Regions from separate parts of the Hordeum vulgare genome. Here region 1 is linked to region 2. A link is a contact called in public Hi-C data. All regions are on one chromosome and are shown on one strand. Each heading gives the region's core, a stretch centred on a gene start, on an enhancer-like site or on the middle of the called end of the contact. The rest is flanking DNA. Distances are from core to core; before and after follow the strand shown. Region 1 holds the start of LOC123413030 (C2 and GRAM domain-containing protein At1g03370). Region 2 holds the start of LOC123411853 (nucleotide-sugar uncharacterized transporter 2).

Region 1 (6,176 bases), core at 1,170-3,669, 570 kb before region 2:
ACAAATTTCCAGGCATATCATTGCCTTCATGCTTAGATGCAAAGGCTTTTAGTAGTTCATCAAACGACATATTTACGCTAGTTTCAGAGTCCTGCTCATCAGAAATTTGTGCGCTTGTTGATGGCATTTCTTCAAGAGTATCCAAACCACGGTCGTGCTTGAACAGAGGTGGAACAGAAACTTCCGTGTCTTTTGGTTTTACTGAAAAGATTTGTTGCAGCCGGTTGACAAATGATGGACCAACATTTGATTTATCCTCCTTGGTGATTTCTGCTTCATCGCTACGCGGTGGCGACGCGGATATTTCTATAGGAATATTTGGCAAAGAAGATCCCTTCCTTAGTTCACTTGATTTGTCTGAACTTGATGCAAAGTCGTCTGAAGCCCAATGCGCAAGTGTCGCTGTCTCTTCAGGGTAACTTTGAGATAGAGATATAGTGAGATGAATTTCTCCTACAGAAGATGTTAGCAGCATGTAAATAACCGCCCACAGTGAAAAATAGGCAGTAGTCTATGCACAAAAAAACAAAGAGGATAATCATGTCGGTCGGATAGGCACTGTTTTTATTCACCTCATTACAAGCCAAAATAGTGAATACATTATTTTTTGTTGAGATTAAACGATGGGGAATGAGTGATGAGAAGTCGATCAAACTAGTGAACGGTAATATTGATGCTAATAGAAAAAGAGTCCCCGCGGTTTAGTTTCTTATAATTCCTAATAGTTTGAGTCGTTAAATTACATCATTCAAGGGTTAAACAGCTGATAGTGGGTTGGAAGCTAAGGATAAGTTAAAAAAAAGGCAGTAAAGCTATGACAGGTATACATCCACTACTGTGTTGATTATGTCAGAAGTTTTGGATAATCTGGGAAGTAATATATTCCCAGAAGTGATAAGGAACTGCTAACTGTTTCATAGCCCAACGGTGTGGCACCCTGCTCCTCAGGAACCAACTATAGATTGATTCATAGCAACCGCGGCTGGCGGGACATCCGTATGAACTTTCCCTATAATTTGCCAGATTTGAACTCATAACCTGTTGCTTGCGAGATTTCAGATGAGCACACAATTAACTAAGAAAAGAATATGAACAACATGATGCGTGGAAAGGTTACGGAGAGAAGCTGTTGGCGAAAAGAGGATGCAGAAAGGAGGGTTAAACTAGCACAACCCCATCTATCACAACGCTGGATCGGTCACTGTCCAACTAACACGAATTCAGGAAAACAACAAGACCACATTATCATCATCATGGAACAACTATTTAACTAAGAAAAGAATAGGGAAAGAAAATGATGTGTGGAAGGAAGATGGTTACCACAATCTCTGATCTTGGACTTCTTGCTCTTGGGCTGCAGCGGGTACCAGTGCGTGCCGAGGGAGCGGTTGTCGGCGTCGAGTACGGCGGAGAGGGGCACCCTGAGCTGGCCGAGGAAGTCGTCGGAGAAGTACTTGTCCTCGTCGGTGACGCGTATGAGGAGCTCCTCCTTGAGGTCCCCGACCCGGAAGGCGAACTCCTCGTCCCACACGGGGTTGGCCGACTTCCTGATCACCTTGGTCTTGGCCCGCTGCCTCCCCAGCTGCAGCTTGGCGTACGGGTCGCCCTGCCCCTGCGCCTCCGCCGCCGGGAGGTTGCGGGCCTCGATGACATGCACCACAAGCCTCATTTCCTCCTCTTTTTATGGTTGTTGTCAAGATTGATTGATTTGGGCGGTCTGCGTGGTTCAAATCAAATCAAGAAGCTTCAAGAAACTTTTTTTCTTTCCAATTCAGACTGAAAGCAGCTTCTTTTTTTGGAAGGAATTCAGAAGGAAATCATGGTGGCGTCTGGGACCGAATCAGAAATCAGCGAGAAGTAGCAGAAGAAGTCGCTCGCTTGCTGGGTCGGGGAAGCGCGGGAGAGAGCTGAGACCACATGAAGCTCCGAGCCAAGCAAGCAAGCGAGCAAAACGAATCAAACAAATCCAGATTGAAGCGCGGCGAATCCGGGGACAACGACGGGGCGCTTTCCAGAATGAAGCAACAAAAAGGAAGGGAATCCCCCGAACCGAAGGACCAGGGGGAAGAAAATCCAAGAAAAGAGACGGCGGTGAGCGCCGCACGGACTGGGAGAAGACGGACGGCGAGTCGAGTAGGGGCGGGCTTGGCTTGGCGGAGAGCGGGGTGGGGTCCCGGCGGCGGGGGGAGGAGGATTTCTTGGGGGAGGAAGGGAGGGAGAATGGGCGTTGGGTTTGGGGCATTGAAGACTTTGGGGAGGGAGAAGAGGAGATGGAAAACGAGGGAGGGATTTTGGAGAAAAGGAGTGACTTCACTGCCCGCGTCGCCTCCCTCCCTCCCTCTGCTGCTGACTTTCAAACTACCGCACAGCCCCCCGCAGCCGCCGGTGAGGTCGTGCGCGCATCGCCCTCCTTTCTGCCCCCTCCATCACGCCCGTTTTACCACGACCATCATCACAGGTATGCAAAAAGGAGCCCATAAAGTGTAGCCTTTACTCCCTCTGTAACGCAGTGCTTCTGTCGTCCGTCGCGGCATTTTTAAGTACCCTTAAATTTTTCGGTATTCAACCCGCGGTACGTTTTTAAGTGATACAAACAGAAAAACGTTTTGTTTTTATAGAAATGCCTCTGTAATTTTCGGAATTCAACCCGCGGTCCATTAAAGTGCTTAGGTTTCGGCCGCTTCCGCTGCTGCTGCTTCTTCTCGATGAAGTGGAGCGAGAGGACATCGCTTAGCGAGCCGCCGACCGCGGCCTGGAGGAACTCGCCGTCGCGGCGGAGCACGCCCAACACCTGGTCTAGGGCCCCACCACCTCCTCGCCCCCCGCTCCCGCCCCGCTGGTGCGTCAGGCTTTGCTTGTTCCTCTCCCACCACTTGTCGTTGTTGCTCCACCGCCGCTCTTCGCAGCACACATGGGCAGCACGACGGGCCGCAACAGCAGCGACATCGCATCTGCTCCGTGGTGGCAGAGGCGGGCGGCGCGTGGTGGTGGCCGGTGGCGGGGGGCGCTGGGTGGTGGATGGGGCGGGAGACATGGTCGGGACTGGGAGGGTGGGTGGAGGAGGAAGAACGTGGAGGTGGTGGGTGGTGGCTCAGGATGTGTGGGAGGTGAGAGGATAAGGTGTGGAGGTTGGGGTGAGTTAGGGGTGCGTGGGTTGGGGTGATTTTTTTGGCTTCGTTTCACTGCGTTCTGCCGACCCTTTTCCAGATACATGGGATGGTCTTGGAGCTGGTGCCCGCTTCTGCTTAGCTTGTTCGACCATCAGCTGCCACTTTGAAAACATATCACTTCCTCCAACTGCCTGCCGAGCAGCGACATTTGCTGCCGTTGTTCTCATTTTACCATCTTCTTCTTTGTTGGGCTGCAAGAGATTAAGTTATCAGGAAAAGAAGAGATGTCAAACTAGAGAGACAACATCGGATACTTACGTTCACATTCTTTGGACAGCTTTCCTCTTTTTCTTTCTCCAATTCTGCGCCACCACTGCCACCACTACTACCACTTCAACTGAAAAACGTTTCGTTTTTGTAGAAACGCCTCTGTAGTTTTCGGAATTCAATCTGTAGTCCATTAAACAAACACATCACGCCACATCCCCTTCCTCTTCCCCACACACGAGTCTGCGCCCAAAGGAGGAGGACCTCGAGGCCTTCTGCCGCCGCTTCGTCAGGTCCAGGATCCGACGGGCGAGGAGGCGATGGGCCGGCGACTGCCTGACGACGTCGCTTGGAGGCGACGGGCCAGAGACGGACTAGCGACGACGCGCTGAGGCGGAGAGGGTCGGGCGTGACGAGCATGGCGATGCGGCGACGGGGATGGCCAGGGGGCGGGGCGGGAGGCTAGCGGGCAGGGGCGGCGCGACGACGGGGATGGCCGGGCCGGAGCACGGCGAGGCCGGGGACGCATCAAGGGAAAGAGGAGGCCGGCAGGCTTCACGCGGAGAGAAAGGCGTTCCATTTCGCCGGATCCAAATACGTTGATACCCCAAGACTCACCAGAGTGTTGATTTTGCAATATCCATTCAACACACCGAGGGAAGCATGGAGCCTGAGGATTGAAGTCCGGCGATGGCACCATAGCCACCCATGATGTGTCATACGCACACGGCGAGAATTGAGGTTTCGCTATATTTCCGTATTCTAGCATCCCGTTCCTGATATATGTCCAACATTTAACCAATGACATGAATCTCATGACACGGACTTTAAACAATTAATCGAAACAAGGGTTAGAAGTGATGCTATAGATGTCTTAATTTACATTTAACATTTAATGGCAAAACAAATAGGTTCTGCAACTTTTTCTAGCCCGGTGCAACGCACATGCATTTGTACTAGTTAATATAAAAGCAATTAGATTACTAAAATAGTGTTCTAAATGCTCTTATATTAGTTTACGAAGGAAGTACTACGCTTATTGTGTTCTTTCTATAAAAAGCATTATTATTATTGTCTTTTTTTCCAAGCTGAAAGTGTTGTCCTCGTATTCATAGTGTTTGGTTAAATTTAAAATGTCCGGACTGACCAACACTTTTCATGTTCAATCAATATCTAAGATAAATACGAGGAAGCCTGGACGCGAATGGACAAGTTCGCCATGTCGACTATGTCCAAAGGCGAAGCCATCTCAAATCGGAATCAAATCGATCGACCCAACTTCTCCCAGCTCCCTCCTTCATTTCCCATGTTGCCGCGCAACTGCCTAACTCTCCTTGTTAGTCCTTCTCGCTCGCCTTCGCTGATGTCGTCGCCAACGGTCATGTCCGTCTCCATGGTCACGGATGATAACCCTCATCCTCTGATCATTAGAGCCTGTGAAATGTTAAACTTGGCAAAAGATAACCCTCATCCTCTCATCATTGGAGGGGATTTCAATTTGCTTAGGTTTCCATTTGAGAAAAGTAGCGGACGGTTCGACAGCCGTTGGCCTCTTTTGTTCAATGCAGTCATTGACAGCTTCAACTTAAGAGAAATTACAATGGTCGGGAGATAGTTCACTTGGGCTAATTCTCCCCCTGAACCCACATACAAAAAGCTAGACAGTGTACTGATGGATACTGATTGGGAATCTAAGTTCCCACTGGTGTCAGTACATGCTCTTGAGCGGGATTGTCGGACCATGCTCCCATTCTATTGATCGCTGGCATGCCTAGACCACAATGTAAACCATGTTTCAAGTTTGAACTTGGGTGGTTACATCGTGAGGGGTTCCATGAGATGGTTAACAAAATTTGGGAAAGACCGGTGGCTGGTGACACGCCAATCCAGAGGTGGAACAATAAGATGCGTGCTTTACGCGCGCACCTCATAGGCTCGCCATACCACCGGTTTACTTAAAAAAGAAAAGGAACGGCTATCCTCGATCATTGATGCTTTAGAGGCATTAGCAGAAGTTTGTTTGTTATCTACGCAAGAGATTGAGTTAAAGAGCCAATCGAATGCACAGATAGCGATACTTCCGTGTGAGGAGGAGTTAAAATGGTATCAAAGATCCAAATACCAATTTATCCTAGAAGGAGACTCGAATACCCGCTTTTTCCATGGTATTGCCAATGGCAGACACGGGAAAAATTGTATTCATTCTCTAGTCCAGGAGGAGGGAACGATCTAGGGCCATGAACAACTAAAGTCGTACATTACAAATTATTATAAAGGCCTGTTCGGAGCCCCGGAGGAAGGCAACTTCACACTGGGTGAGTCTCGAACAGAGGATATACCCCAGGTTTCAAATGAGGAAAATAACTTACGTACTAAACTCTACTCAAAGGATGAGGTGAGAAAGGCAGTTTTCCAAATGAAACATAATAAAGCACCTGGACCTAATGGCTTCCCGACTGAGTTTTATCAGATTTTTTGGGATGTCATCAAGTCTGATTTATGACAATTGTTCGCATGTCTTCATGATGGACAGCTAGAGTTGTTTCGTCTCAATTTTCGTGAGATAATTTTATTACCTAAGTTTAATGAGGCTGAAAGGATTCAACAATACAGACCTATATGCCTCCTTAACGTTAGTTTTAAAATATTTACCAAAATCGCTACGATTCGATTGAACAGTGTGGCAGATCATGTGGTTCGTCCGTATCATACGAATTTTATGCAAGGTCATAATATCCTGGATGGGGTGGCGATCTTACATGAAACAGTTCACGAACTACATAGGAAAAGGCTGAATGG
Region 2 (6,596 bases), core at 3,726-6,225:
TACAAGCCAAAATTGCATACACATGTGCTTTTTTGGCTTATGAGCCAAAATGTAAAAGCAAAAGTTAAGCCCAACAAAACAAACCCTTTGTTTTACTTAGATATTTTCCTTGTGATGGATCAAATTTAAGGTGTATCACCTAATTATTTCTTTGTGCAACATGACGCATTCATAAGTCTAAGATAATGGAGAACTGGAAAAGAATTCATGAAAGGACGAGGTCATCATCACACAACAGGTAAACATTCTTCTTTGTGCCACTATGTGCAATTATACCATATTGTATTGCTCATATGGAGCAGCAAAAATTCAAGTTAATAATGCATTGATATATCTTAGAAACTATATTATCACCTTCAATGTGTTAACTTGTTAATTGTCGGTAGATGACAGTGGAAGGATATGTGAAGATGTCGCCTTCACAATAAAAAGGTAAACGATTTTTCAAACAACTGCTAACTTGATAAGTATCAATCACTTAAACTCTCTGTTTATCTGATTGTTTTTTATTTTATTTTAGTCGGATGTCTTATTTCTTAAAATCGAGTTAGGAGTTTTTTATTAGCCAAGCTCTTTGTAATGATTAGAACTTTGTTTGGGTCGAAAGTGCATGGAAGGAAATTTCGCTGCTCAAGCTGTGAAGTCAGGATAGATCTAGTGGTCGTCCTCATCCCGGACATGGAAGTGGGTCTAGATTGAGGGGGTTTTGGCACTGCCCTGACCGCCTTTGTCCAATTGTAACATTGCCACCTCTGATGTCTCTCCTTGAGGATCATGAAAGAAGAATTATGCGATTGTGCTTCTCCAGACCATCATAAATGTTTGTGATGAATCGGCTGTATAGGGAAATATCTAAAGAAATATGTAAGTGAAAGCAATCCTTTTGCAAGTCCAATATGGTGGTATCTTATAAGATTTTTTAGTACATATTGTTCGTATCATAAGATATTTAGGAATACATATCTGTGAAGAAAGATGTCATTCTACAATTAAACGGTGTAGTTTCCTTAGATTTTTCCACAACCGAAGTGTTTACTACGTTTGACGATTTACAAGAACAAAGACTTATGTATGCCTTTTGTTTTTGTAGTTACTTGCATTGCCCTCCTTTTTGAATGTGGTCTCCTTTTCTCTTTAATATAAGCCATGTTTTCCATCCAATAAAATGCATAAGCACATTCAAGTACCACTACCAAACATATTATGAGAGTAAGATTATTGTGTTATTTCGTGGCAACGCATGGGCATTCAACTATACAATTAATTGTTTGTAGTTGCCTTCAAGAACTATCCATCTTCTTGATAGCTATACTCATGAGTTTACCTTCTCACCTAAAATATGTGTCAACAGTTTGAGCCTTATTTCACATCATTGCCATTAAGTGAGGAGAAAGAAAAAATATGTCTTAATTACTTTTATTGTTACTATCATTTTATATTATTAGCAGTTTTCGTATGTGAGTACTGCAAGTTGCTCTACTGAAATACTAATGGACACATTTCAAAGCCACTATCTTGAAAACCTGGATGTGAAGCTTCTATACCTTCTTTTTCCTTTTCCCTTTTTCTTCATGTCTCTATTTATCTTCTTATACTCTTAGTGTTTGATCTGCAGGTTTCCCCCACTTCCAGCCTAGAAGATATAAGGCATAAGCACATATTTCGTTTCTTTTGTTCATGCTTCTGAAAATTCTTCAATGATGCTTGCGCAGACAAGGGTCAAGAATAGCAATGAAGGAGAAGTCCACAAGTTGTAAATGGAGGTGATTTTGATAAACATGATATTTAATTTCAGTTTTACTGATTGAAAGGTACTTTGGTTCATGACTACTAAAACATAAAAACTCAAATTTCACTGTTTGTTTTCCAAAATTGGATTTACGTCATCGAGGTACAAAGGCATCAAATATCTACGTATTTGCATTCAGAGACACGTGCATAGAATATCATGTGATGGCCATATTATTTTCAGAAGGAAGGTAATCTGTTTAATATTGCCAAAGGTACACTTGTGAAACGTAGCAACAACATGATCATTATAAAGCAGAGCTGCCGCTTACCATCTTATGTAAGTTTGTAAAATATAATCTGAAGAAAAGAAATGCATTGTTCGTATGTTAGAGTGAGGTAGTATATTCACATTGCTTATTTCTAGAAACTTCTGTGAAATTAAACTTCTGGTTTTAACCTTTCCTTCTTAGAGAAATGACTCGAGCAAAGATACTTGACAACTTCTATATAGTGAAGTTAGTTATAGTTCCACATTCAACATTTAGTATCCTGCAAAATTTTGCACACCATGTCAACTTCCTTGTCATGTACAATGTGGGGCAAGGGAAAATTTTGAACCCCCTTTTGCTACTCATTTTCTATAGCTAAGTTGTGATTGAAGGGATGCTGGTGGATATTTTTTAGGCACGAGTTAAAAATGGCCAATATTCGTCATGGTGTGGCTGGCGACTGCAACCTCCATGGGATACATGCTTGCAACCATGGCTTTAGGTGGATGGGCGCAAATTGAGAACAACGGTAGTGAAATAGTAGTTGAATGCATGATGTATCAGAATAATGAATGTAGGTTTCGACATAATTTTTATCCTGGAATGTAAACTATGTTGTTGATTTTGTAGCTGGTATAATGGTATTACATCATGGAGAATAACTGGCCTTCTTTTTTTGCTTCCCACCTCCCATTATATTGAGATGAGATACAGAGCTAGCTCAAAATTAGGATTATCTATCAGTCTCTTTTCCCTTTGAAGATACTGAGGAAAAACCAAGCATTAATGATCGATTTAATATTAGTTCTAATTGTTTGATACGATAGTATGTACCACTTATGATGTATTATACTTCATATTTTTTGTAAATTTGTGAGGTGCAGTTTGCATTATTTTGTGCTTGGATATAAATATTTCGTTGGTTCCATCTTACGGCCAGTTCTTTTGGTAGCTTTTTTGGGCTTTTAGAATAAGTTGTCCCCTACCCAGTTTATTCTAGAAGCCCACCTAAAAATATTATTTTAGAAGCATAGTAATCAAGTCTTAATTAGTACTCCTTCGGTAAACTAATATAAGAGGGGTTTGATCACTAAAATAATGATCTAAATGCTCTTACATTAGTTTACAGAGGGAGTAGGTTTCTAAAATAATATGTTTGATTGGGCTTCTAGAATAAGCTGGGTAGGGGACAACTTATTTTTGTTTATTCTAAAAACTATCAAAAGAACTAACCCTTATTTGTTGACAAAAAACAAGCTAGGATAAAGTAGTGCCATTTGCATCCCTATTCAACTCTAGCAGACCCCGCATCCCGCCCCGACCCACAAAATAACCGCCAAATTGCGGGTCGGGGCCGGAAAATCCGCACGAGCAGACCCCGCATCCCGCGCCGACCCGCATTATTTTTTGCGGGGCGCGGCAAATCTTCTCCCCCAACCTCCATCTTCATGGGCTGGGAGGCCGACCCAAGCTGAACCCCTATCCGGCGCGAGATTTGGCGGGAGGAACATTTCCGCGCGCCCTTTCCCCGCTCCCCGCACCCTCCGCCACCATTGCCCCCTCCGCAAGCTCCGGTTCCTCCTCCCCAGCCGTTCCTCGCCGTCATGGAGGACCCCATGCTATCCCCGTCATCGTGGAGGTCGCGCATGCTCCTTCCCCTCGGGCGGATCTCGTCGCCGGCCATGTTGCCCCCGCCACCATCGCCCGAGCACAAGCCGCGCCTTCCCGAAAGAGGCAGGGCATCGTGGTCGTGCAGGGCGGGAATCCGGCTGCCCCCGCCGCGACGGCCCGCGCTCCGGGCGCCAACGCCGCAGTGTGATCCCGGCCGGCGGCGTAGAAGGCCGACAAGGCCGCTGCCGTAAAGCGGAGGAAGGTTCCGGCTTCAAGGAAGCCACCTTATTCAACCTCTGACTTCACCCCCCCCCCCCCCCGCAAAGAGGTGCTCTGGCGATGCCGTTGAACAATTCCGCTCCCCCCGCGGCCGAGGTGTTCGACGAAATGGCCAGAAGGTATGCCTCTTCGGTCTTGGCGATTCCTTTTCATTTTTCGCCATTAGTCTTGATAGCTCGTGACTTGTTATCGTTCGCTATAGCAGTGGTTCGAACAATGCAACAAACGAGTTCATGAACATGTTGGACACGAACGCAGTTGACATAGATCAAGCCTCTTTCGAGCCATTCAACTACAATGAAACGGATGGCGGACATGGGCGCAAACCTTTGCATGCCCTCTTTTGCGTAATGAACTTCGCTTTTATTTGCGCACAAACTGTTTATTTCGTTTGAACTTGAACTTGTTTGCCAAACCCTATGTCAAATGCGAGATTTGCAGTTTTTTGTTTGCGGGTCGTCGCGGTGGAGCCCGAGCAGAAGCCGACCCGTAAAAAAGCATATTCCACGAATATACTTTTTTACGGATCCGTTTGGGGGTCTGCATCTGTGCCACCCCGCGCCGGCCCGCAAAAGTGGTTTCGCGCGAACTGCAAACACGTTTTGCGGGCCGGCGGATGTGGGGTCTGCTAGAGTTGCTTTAAGTACTCCCTCCATCACACTATATTGGGTGTATCTCCAAAACGATAATTTTTCACAATTAGAAGCAAATAAGGCGCATGGCATTAATTAGCGTATTAATTGGGGTGTTTTGAAAACCGTCTCCACCAATGCATGCGAGGAAGCCGCTTGTTTAGTGAACGCGGGGTTACTAATGCGTCAGTTTTGAGGTTAATTAGGCGCTTTTACAGCTCATCGGCTCGATTTTTTCTACCAATAGAAAAACATCTAGGTTTGAAAGCCCTGTGATAAACACCCACTATACTGTGACGAAAGAAGTATCTGATGAGAAGATGTTGATTAAGGAGATATAAATGTCTACTAAAAAGTTTTATTTATGTGTATATATTATTTGCTATTCCGTGGCAAAGCACGGGCTAGTCAGAGTTATAAATCTCCTGGTTAAACTGCAATCCTACCGTCTGCGTAAAAGAAGACCTCATTGAACTACGGTAGCTTTCCCAGGTTCCGCATCTCCCGAACTCGCCTACCGGCCACCACCCCCTGTTCCCATCTCTCTGCAGCTTGGAATAGCCCAGACCTGCGCCTCGCTCCTCCGGAGCCGGACGAATCGAGCCGCGGCGCCGGTTGGAGCGGCCGGGCCGTGGGAGCCTGCCGGCTGATGCGGCGGCGGCAATGGGAGTATGGGAGTTCATCCTGCGCGGCGGCGGCCGGCGCTTCATCAAGCGCAAGGACAGCGACGCCGGCGAGGCTGGTCAGTGCCCCCTCCCGCGGCCTTCTTTTCTGCTCTAGCTCTCTTGTTGCTCGCTGTGCGCCTTTTGGGGAGGCGAGATCAGAGATGGAAGGTCGTTAGCAGCAATGTGGTTTCTCGGCTTACTTCAACTCCACTCCTCTTTCGAGCAGTTATAAAGATTTGAGTTTTGAGTGCACGGAGGCGGTCCTTGCTGTTCTGCATCTTTACGGCCAATCTATTTTTTAAGCTTCTTCATTGGTACGTATAAATGGCGTGAAAATCGCATCTTTTCCACATTGAATTACTTGTACACGTGGCAAAACTGCTTTCTTCAAAATTGTATTGCCCTAGTTTTGTTAAGCTTGCTGAGGTTGTACCAGCGAATCCTACAAAATACAAACAATATAGGAAACCGGCCATTTCCAGTTGGTTATTCTCATTTTGGCCGATATCAAACTGACCTTTTCCCGGTTATCTGCTCACCAGGTGCTGATTTAGTTTTTAATAGGAAATGTACAAAGAAAATTAACTAATGCATACCTCATTAGGCTCTAACAGGCTCTTCAGTTCGTTTGGGTATGATGTGGATAGGGCGAAGCAACAGCATGCTTACGGCCTTAAGCTCACTTGTGGGTTTGTTCATTCTCTTGCTCTTGTGGGATAAATTGGAGTAATATTTGTTCCTACTTCCTGATCCCCAAATCAGTGAATATGCTTCTGTGCACCCTCTCTCATGAAGTGATGGGACTGTTTCCAGCGATTGCAAATTGATGGCAGCCTTGGCATGTGAGTTGTGGCGATTTATGCGTTGAATGGTGCTCTCGTCTTGTGGGTGTTTAGATTCCATGGCAAGGACACTAGCTTGGTATGATTGGGCACACTTGTGTGTAACTCCTTTTTTGTTTTATTCCTAGTTATGCATAATGCACAGGGAAAATCAGTTAGTTCAGCTCCTTTCTGAACTTTGATTCTGGTCAGCTCTTCATTGGCTACCTCTTCATTGGCTACCCGTAGAAAAAGTTGAATTCTTTGTTGGCATGAAGAGCGTCGAATCTGAAAAGTAACGTTCACTTGTGGGCATTATCTACTGAAAGAAGTCATTCTTAGTGGAGGCAAACTAACTGTGATGCCACTTGCCATGTTTGATATTGCTATTTCCCCTATTGCCCTAGTTGTCATGATTTTATTTTTGGTGAAAAAATGCATTTCAAAGTATGCTTTGGTGGCATGAAATAAATCTTAATCTGCATCACTTTTTGATTGACCAAAACTGAGCTTTGCACTCTTGGTTTCACTTTTATGGCCTCCCAGGCCGGGCAATGGAGGAGCTGAGAGGTTCTCTCTACAATGAAT

The links. A called contact is a pair of places that touch in the nucleus more often than the background predicts.
Region 1: a Hi-C map of seedling shows a contact between it and region 2, with 2.4 times the contacts expected there. The contact joins the promoter of LOC123413030 here to the promoter of LOC123411853 in region 2. A contact is called at or near these places in 1 of 6 Hi-C or Micro-C datasets (seedling) and 1 of 1 datasets of contacts at active chromatin or transcription factors (embryo).

The regions. Positions count from the first base shown.
Region 1 is chr7H:131,641,544-131,647,719 of MorexV3_pseudomolecules_assembly, reverse strand. It overlaps LOC123413030 (C2 and GRAM domain-containing protein At1g03370), which reads right to left and starts at 2,419. Exons shown (of 9, transcript XM_045105975.1): 1 at 1,321-2,419; 2 at 1-453. The coding sequence starts at 1,669.
Region 2 is chr7H:131,070,484-131,077,079 of MorexV3_pseudomolecules_assembly, reverse strand. It overlaps LOC123411853 (nucleotide-sugar uncharacterized transporter 2), which reads left to right and starts at 4,975. Exons shown (of 7, transcript XM_045104812.1): 1 at 4,975-5,264; 2 at 6,555-6,596. The coding sequence starts at 5,186.